Regions from separate parts of the Mus musculus genome. Here region 1 is linked to region 2. The links are chromatin contacts, called in public Micro-C maps. All regions are on one chromosome and are shown on one strand. The core of a region is the stretch at or near the end of the contact, and the rest is flanking DNA. Distances in the headings are between cores, read along the strand shown. Region 1 holds the start of Pdzd11 (PDZ domain containing 11). Region 2 holds the start of Tmem28 (transmembrane protein 28).

Evidence for each region. Hi-C and Micro-C count contacts between places; a contact is called where the count stands out from the background.
Region 1: a contact with region 2 is called in a Micro-C map of embryonic stem cells, with 9 times the contacts expected there. The contact joins the promoter of Pdzd11 here to the promoter of Tmem28 in region 2. A contact is called at or near these places in 3 of 39 promoter capture datasets (hippocampal neurons and liver), 1 of 484 Hi-C or Micro-C datasets (embryonic stem cells) and 4 of 115 datasets of contacts at active chromatin or transcription factors (astrocytes, embryonic forebrain and embryonic stem cells).

The regions. Positions count from the first base shown.
Region 1 is chrX:100,624,017-100,628,416 of GRCm38.p6, reverse strand. Pdzd11 (PDZ domain containing 11) reads left to right here and starts at 2,476. Exons shown (of 7, transcript NM_001356384.1): 1 at 2,476-2,531; 2 at 3,030-3,129; 3 at 3,539-3,622; 4 at 3,828-3,884. The coding sequence starts at 3,043. It overlaps Kif4 (kinesin family member 4), which reads right to left and starts at 2,352. Exons shown (of 30, transcript NM_008446.2): 1 at 1,829-2,352; 2 at 1,599-1,713. The coding sequence starts at 1,948.
Region 2 is chrX:99,817,307-99,822,170 of GRCm38.p6, reverse strand. It overlaps Tmem28 (transmembrane protein 28), which reads right to left and starts at 2,007. Exons shown (of 3, transcript NM_001081283.2): 1 at 245-2,007. The coding sequence starts at 1,102.

The DNA of each region.
Region 1 (4,400 bases), core at 1,227-3,726, 810 kb before region 2:
ATGAGTGTATATGTAACAAGAATTAAAAAGACGCCATGTACTTAAGAGGGAAAGGGGTGGGGCATGGTAGGAGTTGGAGAAGGAAAAGGAAGTGAGGAGCAATTTAATTATTAAAAATACTATTGCGCACTCAGGAGGCAGAGGCAGGTGGATTTCTGAGTTCAAGGCCAGCCTGGTCTACAAAGTGAGTTCCAGGACAGCCAGGGCTACACAGAGAAACCCTGTCTCGAAAAACCAAAAAAAAAAAAAAAAACCAAACAAACAAACAAAAAAAAAACCTATTGCTTCCCTCCACTCTCAGCTGGAGAGTGAATAGTAAACTAGATGCGAATTAAACAAAAGCATGTAAAAGAGAAAAGGAAGAAGAAGGGAATTAGACAGAACTATATAATGCTTTTTCAAATATGCAAAAAGGAAAAAAAAGATTAACTTTACAGGAGGAGATCTGGTAGGTTTATATCTTAGTCAGATGATTGAGATTAACAATAACAGGAATAGGGCAAATTAAAACCATATACTGCCTGACAGGAATCAATGAGAATACAGAAGCACGCCTGTGGTGTTTCTGCTAAAAAAACAAACAAACACAAAAAACCGTCTCAAATTTTATCATAACGTTAGATAAAAGCAAAAAGAAAGATACAAGTGCTTTGTAATCTTCAAGTATCAAAACAATGAAGGCTTTAAAAAACACAAAGCCCAAAGGTTCAAGGACTACTTTAGACTTGGGGACTATAAGAAGGGCGCAGCAGCTAATCATACCATGATTTTTGAACTAAATTCTTTGCTATCAAGGGTATTACTGAAACAACTGGCAACACTTGAACAGGGCTGAGGATGAGAAAGTAGTAACAAGACATTGCAACTTCTGTGATTATGATGGCTATGTCATGACGCTTACTGGAAATATATGGTAAAGTATTCAGGGATCATAACATCAACAACTTATTACCAATGATTCTATGAAAAAAATGGCATCTTTATGCTGTTCTTGCAACATTTCTATAACTACTATAACTACAGTGTTTTCAAGTTTTACAATAAAGTCTGGGCCTATAGCTCACTTGGCAAAGTACTTGTCTAGCATACACAAAGCCATGCGTTTGCTTTCCAGCACAGCATAAGCCAAATCAAGGAGGGTGGTTGTACTGGCTAGTTTTGTGTCAACTTGACACAGCTGGAGTTATCACAGAGTAAGGACCTTCAGTTGAGGAAATACCTCCATGAGATCCAACTGTAAGGCATTTTCTCAATTAGTGATCAAGGGGGAAAGGCCCCTTGTGGGTGGGACCATCCCTGGGCTGGTAGTCTTGGGTTCTATAAGAGAACAGGCTGAGCAAGCCAGGGGAAGGAAGCCAGTAAGGAACATCCCTCCATGGCTTCTACATCAGTCTTTGCCTCCCAAGTGCTGAAATGAAAGGTTCTCTGTGAGGTCCCAAGACAACAAAATATGTCTAGGTCAAAGATAAACTGGATGTGTTACTAGGCTGTGGGCTGTTTTTAAAGGCAGAAGTCTGTTTCATCCATTCCTCTTATTTGTAGTGCCTATATGACCCACCCACACACACACAAACGCCCAGTGAATTAGACAGCCTCACCTTTAAACACGCCTTTTATGAGTGGAGCTACTGCTGTATTAAAGACCTCTTCCTGTTCAGTAGAGGGGTCAAACACAAAATCGTAGGTAAATGATTTATCATTACCAACCACCACCTGCAAGAGGCAAGAGACAAGGATGGGGAAGGATTAAAAAAAAAATGCCTGACCACGCCCCTCGCTCCTTTCAGCCTCAGCTGTGGAGGAAGCCACTCCAGACTCGACTACCCACCTGAGGCTCTCCGGGCACAAAGGAAAGGCACGTCTGGCAGCCCTCCTTAATCTCTTTCGAGACGAGGGGGCGACAACGCAGTGCCACTCTTACGGGAATCCCCTTCACCTCTTCTTTCATGGTACCAGCTCAGCAGGTGTCCGTGCTGGGTGAAGCCGGCTCTCCCAGGAGCCCCCGGAGGCTGGCAGGAGTGGAAAGGCCCTTCTCAGGCGGTGGGAGAGCTCGGAACTCGCTGATGCACTCTCCCTCCCAGCGGGATCACGGTGTCCTGTCACTCTTGGCCACCGCCTAAAGGTTTGTCAGTCCCAATACTGCAGGGCGAAGCGGCGTCAGCAATAAGGAAACTCCAGCAGAGACAGCAACCGCGACCCCAAGCCCTAAAGTGCTCCAAAGCGCAGAATCGGAGCTAACGCGGTGCCCGGGTAACTCACCAAACTAAACGTCCCTCTCACCGACCTTCCCTGGCGCCCTGTTCCAACCGGAGCTTTAACCGCCAAGTTTCAAATTGATCCCAGAGGCGCCAGCCAATCGGAGCGCGTACAGCCTGTGAGAAGCAGACGAACTTGAGCACGCACACCGTGACGCGCAAGGAGGCTGGAGCTCTGGCTCGCCCAAAGAGAGCTCCGCCCCGGCAGGGTGGTAGGAGCATCCGCTTCCGGTTCCGACGCCGAATTGGCTGTCGCTGACCGAGGCCTTCTTACCGGTGAGGTGGCCCTGAGTTAAGTGGTCGCGAGCGCGGGATTCGGGCGGGTTGCAGGACCTGGATCTAGAAGGTAGCCCGTGTAGACGGAACCCGTCTGTGGACACCACGTTTACTAAGCACCTCTAGAGATTGTGTCTGGCCCCAATCCCTATGGGATAGTTAAGAGTTGGCACTCCCTTGCTGTTTTAAAGTAGATCTTTGTAGATGTGTAGATTCTCTTTTCCTAGGTTGGAAGTGGTGACACCTATTGTTTTTTGTAGAATTGTGAGAAATGCAAACATGCCATTAGAGTGCTTAAAAAATTAATTTTTTTGTCTTTTGTTTTTGTTATTTTGTTTTGTAGCCTGCCTCTCCTCCCTACCCCCCCTCCCCAATCTTAACACCTACTTGTGGGCTAGTCCCATAAAGGAATGGCCCTCGGCTGGAAGGCTTTCTGGAACTTAGAGTGCTTGGTCCTTTTTAAAATCATTTTCGTTTCCTTTGATTCGTCCTTTTCAGGGCTTTGCCTGAAATGGACAACCGGATTCCCTATGATGACTACCCTGTGGTTTTCCTGCCGGCCTATGAAAACCCTCCAGCGTGGATTCCTCCTCATGAGGTGGGCGCCATCTGCATTCCTGAATAATCATGAGATCTATGAAAGAAAAAGTAGCAGGGCTAGGAAACTCAGTGGAGAGTGGATCTTAGGTGAATTCTGAGCAACAGTGACCCACTGGTGACTTCTTGCAGAATCACCATGCCAGAACCCTTCACACTGGTGAATTCTGAAAATTCAGAGCCTTAATTTCCATCCTGTCAATAAGAAAGGACTAGGGATCTATAGGGCCACTAACATGTCCCGAGACTAAACAGCCACTCCTCTGGACTGTTTTATCTGTGCTTTGTAAACTGAGTCAATGGCTTTACCAATTCCTGACATATATCTGGTTTATTGGTATTCTAAAAGAAGGTAGATGTAACACATCTAAGACTGGGAATAAGATTTCGGGGATTGCTGTATCTTGCAGAGAGTGTACCACCCAGACTACAACAATGAGTTGACCCAGTTTCTGCCCCGAATTGTTACACTGAAGAAGCCTCCTGGTGCTCAGGTAAACTTATAGGGGCTCTTATTCCAGTAACGTTTGGTCCATGCCAGAAATTGGCCATGGTTGGGGTGTGGATGTGGATTGGGAGGTAGGTGACCAGAAAAGCAGAGGTGGCACTTCTACAGCATCTCCTTTTCTTCTGAGTACATAGATGTCCCTGTTCTTATGTCTCTGCTGAGTCTGCATCCTGTGTCCTTTTGTCTTTCAGTTGGGATTTAACATCCGAGGAGGAAAGGCCTCGCAGCTAGGCATCTTCATCTCCAAGGTCTGTGTGAATGTGTGTGTATGATAGGCTGTATGGCTAGCTACTTTGTTATCATATTAAAGTGCACTGGTGGCCCAGCAGATAAAAAAATGGATGACCCGCTGGAGTCATAGGATAGACATAATGGAAATTCAGCCTTTCCCTTTGAGAACTGTACTTGGGGCCAGTATGCTGGGGCATGTGGGCATGTCAGTACTCTGAGAACTCGAGAGGCAGAAGGGGGAAGATTAGGAGTAGGTAACAATCTATAAAGTCAAGGCAGACAATGGTGACATAGGACCTTAGTCCCAGCACATGGGAGGCAGAGATAGGCAGATCTCTGTGAATCCAAGGCCAGTCTGGTCTACGGAGTGAGTTCCAGGGCAGCCAGGGCTACAAAAGAAAAACCCTGTCTTTAATTAAGAAAAAAAAAAAAGAATCTCAAAAAAACAAACTGAGAACCAAATTTCACTAGCAAGCCACTTAATCTCCCGGCGGTATCACCAAAAATAACACATTTGAAGAGCACTGAATTTG
Region 2 (4,864 bases), core at 758-3,257:
TGTACCAGGAGGCTCCAGCCTTAAAATGTTCGAACCTTAAACTCACAGAAGTTGACCTGAATCTATCTCTGTAGCTCCCTCTCTAGGGAGGGGTACAGGGTGACACAGTACTACACTGGGAATGGTGGGAGCCGTAGGGGGGGGTGGGGGGTGGAGAGGGAGACCTTTATTTTTTTCTGGTCCCACTGACACAGAAACTACCTCTGGCCAGGCAGCTATTGTGGCGTAGGTCACCAATCCCTACCTTGCAGCCTTTCGTGCAGGACCGGATAGAGTACTCTTCTGCCTGTAAGTATTTATGCAGCACGAGGTCGAACTCATCATATTTTTCCTGAGCATGTCGATCCAGTCGCTGGTATGCCTCTATGCAATTGCTACATGCCTCCCAGGTCCCAGAGCCCGGGCTGGCCACTACGGCCAGTAGATCCCCCAGCAGGGTGTCCAAACTGCAGTCCAGGCTGTCGGGGCGGTCCATGCCAAGCAGCAAGTCCCAGACTGTGTAGGTGTCGCAAAAGGAGAGAGTGAAGTTCCGAAAGTGGCCTTTGAGCAAGTTTTTTTTGGCGGAGGGGAACTCCGGGGCACGGGAAGGGGAGTCAGGGGGCCGCAGAGGGGGAGCCGGGGTGGTCGGTTCGAAAAGTCTCTGCAAAGATTCCAATTTGGTGCAAGCTGCGTCCAGCCCGGTGGGCTCTGGGACGCCGTTGCAGACCGGCCCGGAGCCGGCTGCAGGGGCGGCTTTGGTCAGGTTGCTGTATCGCGGGCCGCAGGTGCCCGAGGACGCGCTGGGCTCGCCAGGCGACGGCGGCGGCGGCGGCAGCACCGCGCGAGGAGGTACCGGCTGCCGCTCGCGGCCGGCCCCCCAGGGCGGCCGCATGGCGCTGCTCAGCTCCCTGGCCCGGGGCCGGGCCCCCGCGCACAGCCACAGATGGTCAGCGAGCAGCACGGTGAAGAAGAGCAGGGACGCCAGGGACAGTCGCCATCGCTGCGCCCGCTCCGAATCGGCGCAAGGTTTGTCGCTCTGCCTGGGAGCCCAGCAGCAGCAGCAGCAGCAGATAGTCAGCGCGGCGGCGTCTTTCCCGGGCCACATCCAAGCGCCCCTGAACATATTTCAGGGGGGTCCGGGCTGGAGGGAGTAGGCAGGCGCGAGGCCGGACGGCCGTCTCGGGAGGGCGGGCTGCGCACCGCACCGCGCTCCTCAGCGCCGTCCAGGCTTTACCTCGGGGGCCGCATGGCTAGGCAGGCCGGCCGGCCCGGGGCCCCGCTCAGGCCGTTGTGGCGGGGCGCTCTCGGGCCGTCCCCGCGCCCCTCCCGCGCTCCCCTGCTGGCAGCCGGGGCGCCGCCGCCCGGCCCGCTAGGCGCAGCCCGGCGTCCCGGCGGGGGGCGGTGCGGGGCACTGGGGCGGTGGCGGCTGCGGCGGCGGCGCCGCACTCCTCATGGTGTCGGGCCCCTCCGCTACCCCGGGCTCCGCGCCACTTCACTCCGCGCCCCCGGCCCCCTGGCTCGCACTCTGCTCTGGCCGTCCGTCTCGGCTCGGCGCGGCTCTGCGCCCCTCAGCGCCGCCGTGCGGGCCCCGCCGCGCTCCACTCCGCTCCCCTCGCCCGCGCCGCTCCTCTCCCGCCCGTCTGCCCGCTGCCCGCTGCCCGCTCCGTGCAGCTCCCCGCCTCGCTCGTGCCCTCCTAGGCCGGCCGGCCGGTCCGCCGCCGGCCCTTCGGGCTTCCCTCGCGCTCTGGCAGTCCGCTGGGGCCGGTCCCGGGCCGGCTCCGCTCTGGCTCCGCACCCGCGGCTCCCGGAGTTCCGGCTCGGGCGGGCCACCTGGCTCCCCGCAGCGCCACAGACGCCGGACGCGGACGCCCGGCTTTACTTAGTGCGCCTCTCGCTTCCGCCTCTGCTTCGCCCCGCTGTGGCGGCCGCCCAAAGGCATGGCCCCGTGGCTCCCGCTGGCCATGCCCCCTCAGTCTGTCGCCATCTTCCGCTGTGCGGAGAACACCTTGAGAGCCCGTGTGCGAGTGTGTTTGGGGGGGAGCAGGGCGGAGAAAGAGGCACCGGGAGGAGGAGGGAGCGGGACTGGGGCCCCGACTGCGCCTGCGCCTCAGGACTCCCCCCTCCCCAACCCCAGCCCCCGCCGGCCGCAGCCTGTGCTGTTTGGGGATGTTTCCAGTCCACCCCCAACTCCATTCACTTCGGCGCCTCCGTTCACCCGACCGCTCCCCGTGTGCACACGCCACACGCAGAGTCCCAGGCCTGGCGCTCCCCCTCCCCCACCAAGCGACCGCTCGCCTCCCTTCCCAGGACCGCCCCTCGCTCCCCCCCGAGGGCTAAGGGACTTCTGAGGGTGATTCTAAGAAGCAGGGGGCATCTCCTTAGGTTCTTGCTACCTCTCTGGGTAGCCTCGCCCTCGTCCTCAGGACTAGGGGACACTAAAGCCGGTTGCGGATAGGACCGGTCCAGAGTCCCTAACTCCGCTAACGCTCTCACTGTCCTGCCTGAGGCCAAGACTGCCCCTGGTGCTGAAGGACAGCTCCCAGTTTAGCTGTAGAAGGGGACTGAGCTCTGAGTGCGTCCTGAGGGAGGCAAGGCAGTGCACTAAGACCGGTAGTAGTGGTGGGGTGTCGTTTTTGCCCTTAGGAAGATTTCCAGCAGCCTCCCCCCAAAACCCGTCCTAGCTTCCTGGCTCCCCCTACAGGCTGCTGAGAATAGCTGAGCGCCAGAGTTAGGGAAGCTGTGCCGGGTGGAACCATGCGCTCCTGGCTCTTAGAGTCACATGGCTCTAGGAACTCGGACATACAAATGTCCTGCCGCGCTACTAACCTTGTTTGGACTCCACAAACATCTCAGATTGCTCCTGTGGTATACTTCCTTTTTGCATTCCCTTTTTCCGCTGCAACTCTTCCGTAATAGTTTTGAACAAACTACTCTCCCAGGGATTTGTTACTAATCATAACAATGGAAAAAGAACCTTTATTGAACACACATAGAACTTGCTAGATACTGCACTTGGCACTTTAATTTGCTTTAGTCTTCTGATCTCATCAACCTTATGAGATAGATGTTAGCGTTGTCTTCATTTGCATGCGAGGAAGCTGAAATTTAGTGTCTTTAAACCGTCTCAGATAACCGGTGCATCCTGACAGAAACCCAGGGAGTCTGACCCTAGACCTCTCTACAGTGTCAGGAAGGCCTTAGAAAGATGAAGGAGTAGAAGACACAGGCCTGTCTTAAAGGAAACTACAGTTCTCCGAATACGGAAATGAGAATTATATACTGGCTAATGGAATTCATGGGTAGAGGATGTAGGTTCAAGTAACACTTCTAAACTGACCAGGCTTTGTGCCCTGAAAGAATCTGTTCTATGTTTTCTTCTTGACAGCATGAGGGAATGCCAAGGGCTAAATGAGATGGGTAGGGACTGTTAGCACTACTCAGTGCTAAATTGCAAAGGATGCTTGGAAATCTGAGTGTGGGGGATGGTGTAGCTGGTTACTAAAGAAATAGCAGAATTGGGTGGGTGAGTGAGGGCATTCCAGATAAAAGAAACAGGAGAGAAAATTTTTCAGGGGTAGAAAGTAGACATATATGTTTGTAAGTGTAATAGTTTTAGACTTTAGAGGCAAGGAAAAGCAAGCTATAGCAAAAAGGGGGGAAATGGTGAGACATTCAAGAGGCCTAGTCATTCATTATATTTAAGCACTCCCTGGACCAGCATAGGGTGTTGCAATTGTCCAGGTATAGCCTTGCTATGGAAGTGCTTACAGTTGAATTGGGGAAGCAGACATGTCACAGGAAGGAAGGGATTATAGCCTAATACAAAACAATGGTATCGATGAGAGATCTCCCTTCTATAGAGAGATGGACTGGTCGACTCTGAAAATTTCCTCGGAGACAATTTTGCCCATAGCCAGGTCAGGTGGCAAATATCTGCTTGAAAATGCATCAAATTCCATGCACTATACTAGGTACCAGTGATAGAGACCCAAGTACAATATGTGCCCTGGGGTAAAAAGAGGTTAGTTGAAGTGGTATGGGATAAGTGGGTCTTGGCTAAACAGAAAGTAGAGGAAGTGTGTATGAAGGCTGTCTCAGGAGAAGGGAAGTCATGTGTAAGGGTGTAGAATCGAAGACAGGAAAAGCCTGTTTAGAAACCTACAATGTAGTTTGCTGTGGCTAGGTGTAAAGTGGAACCAGTGCTAAAATGGAAGCTGAGCATTTGGCAGGGACCTAATCATGGGTCCCTGGATCTATAGAAGAGATTGGAAGATTCTTGAGAAAAGATACCATGACCAGGTTTGTATTTCCAAAGGATTGATTTAGCTAAGGCATGAAGACTGCATTGGAGGGGCCAAGACTGGAGGCAGGGAGATGGGTTGGGAGACTGTTTAGGACTGGACAATGGTAGCATCAGCTGAGGTGGGAGAAGAAATGATATAGGAGGAAAATGAAAGAGGTATAATTGAAAGGATCTAGGACTGACTTAAGAGTAAGGAGTGGAGACAGTTCTGTGAGAGAGGAAGGTGAAGCTAGAGATCTCCATTAGTGACACTAACAGGCCTCCTCCTGGCCACCTAGGGAGTCTTTGAAGAGCCATTCTTTATTTAGTCTTTGGAAGATTTCTGAGTTGTGTTTAACAAAGAAGGCTAGTATGCTTGGTTAAAAACTGATTGGCTGGCCCGCAATGATTGATACCCTTTCTCACCATTGGAAAGAGCAGCCTGCCTGGCCTAGGCTATCATCTCTGAGTACCTCTGGAGCATTCTGTGAGAAGTCATTCAGGCAAGACTCCCTCTTTAAGGTGAAATGTGTCTCACAGAGGCCCATTTATCACAGGAGTCCAATATCACAATGACTTGCCCACACAGCACCTGGCGCAAAC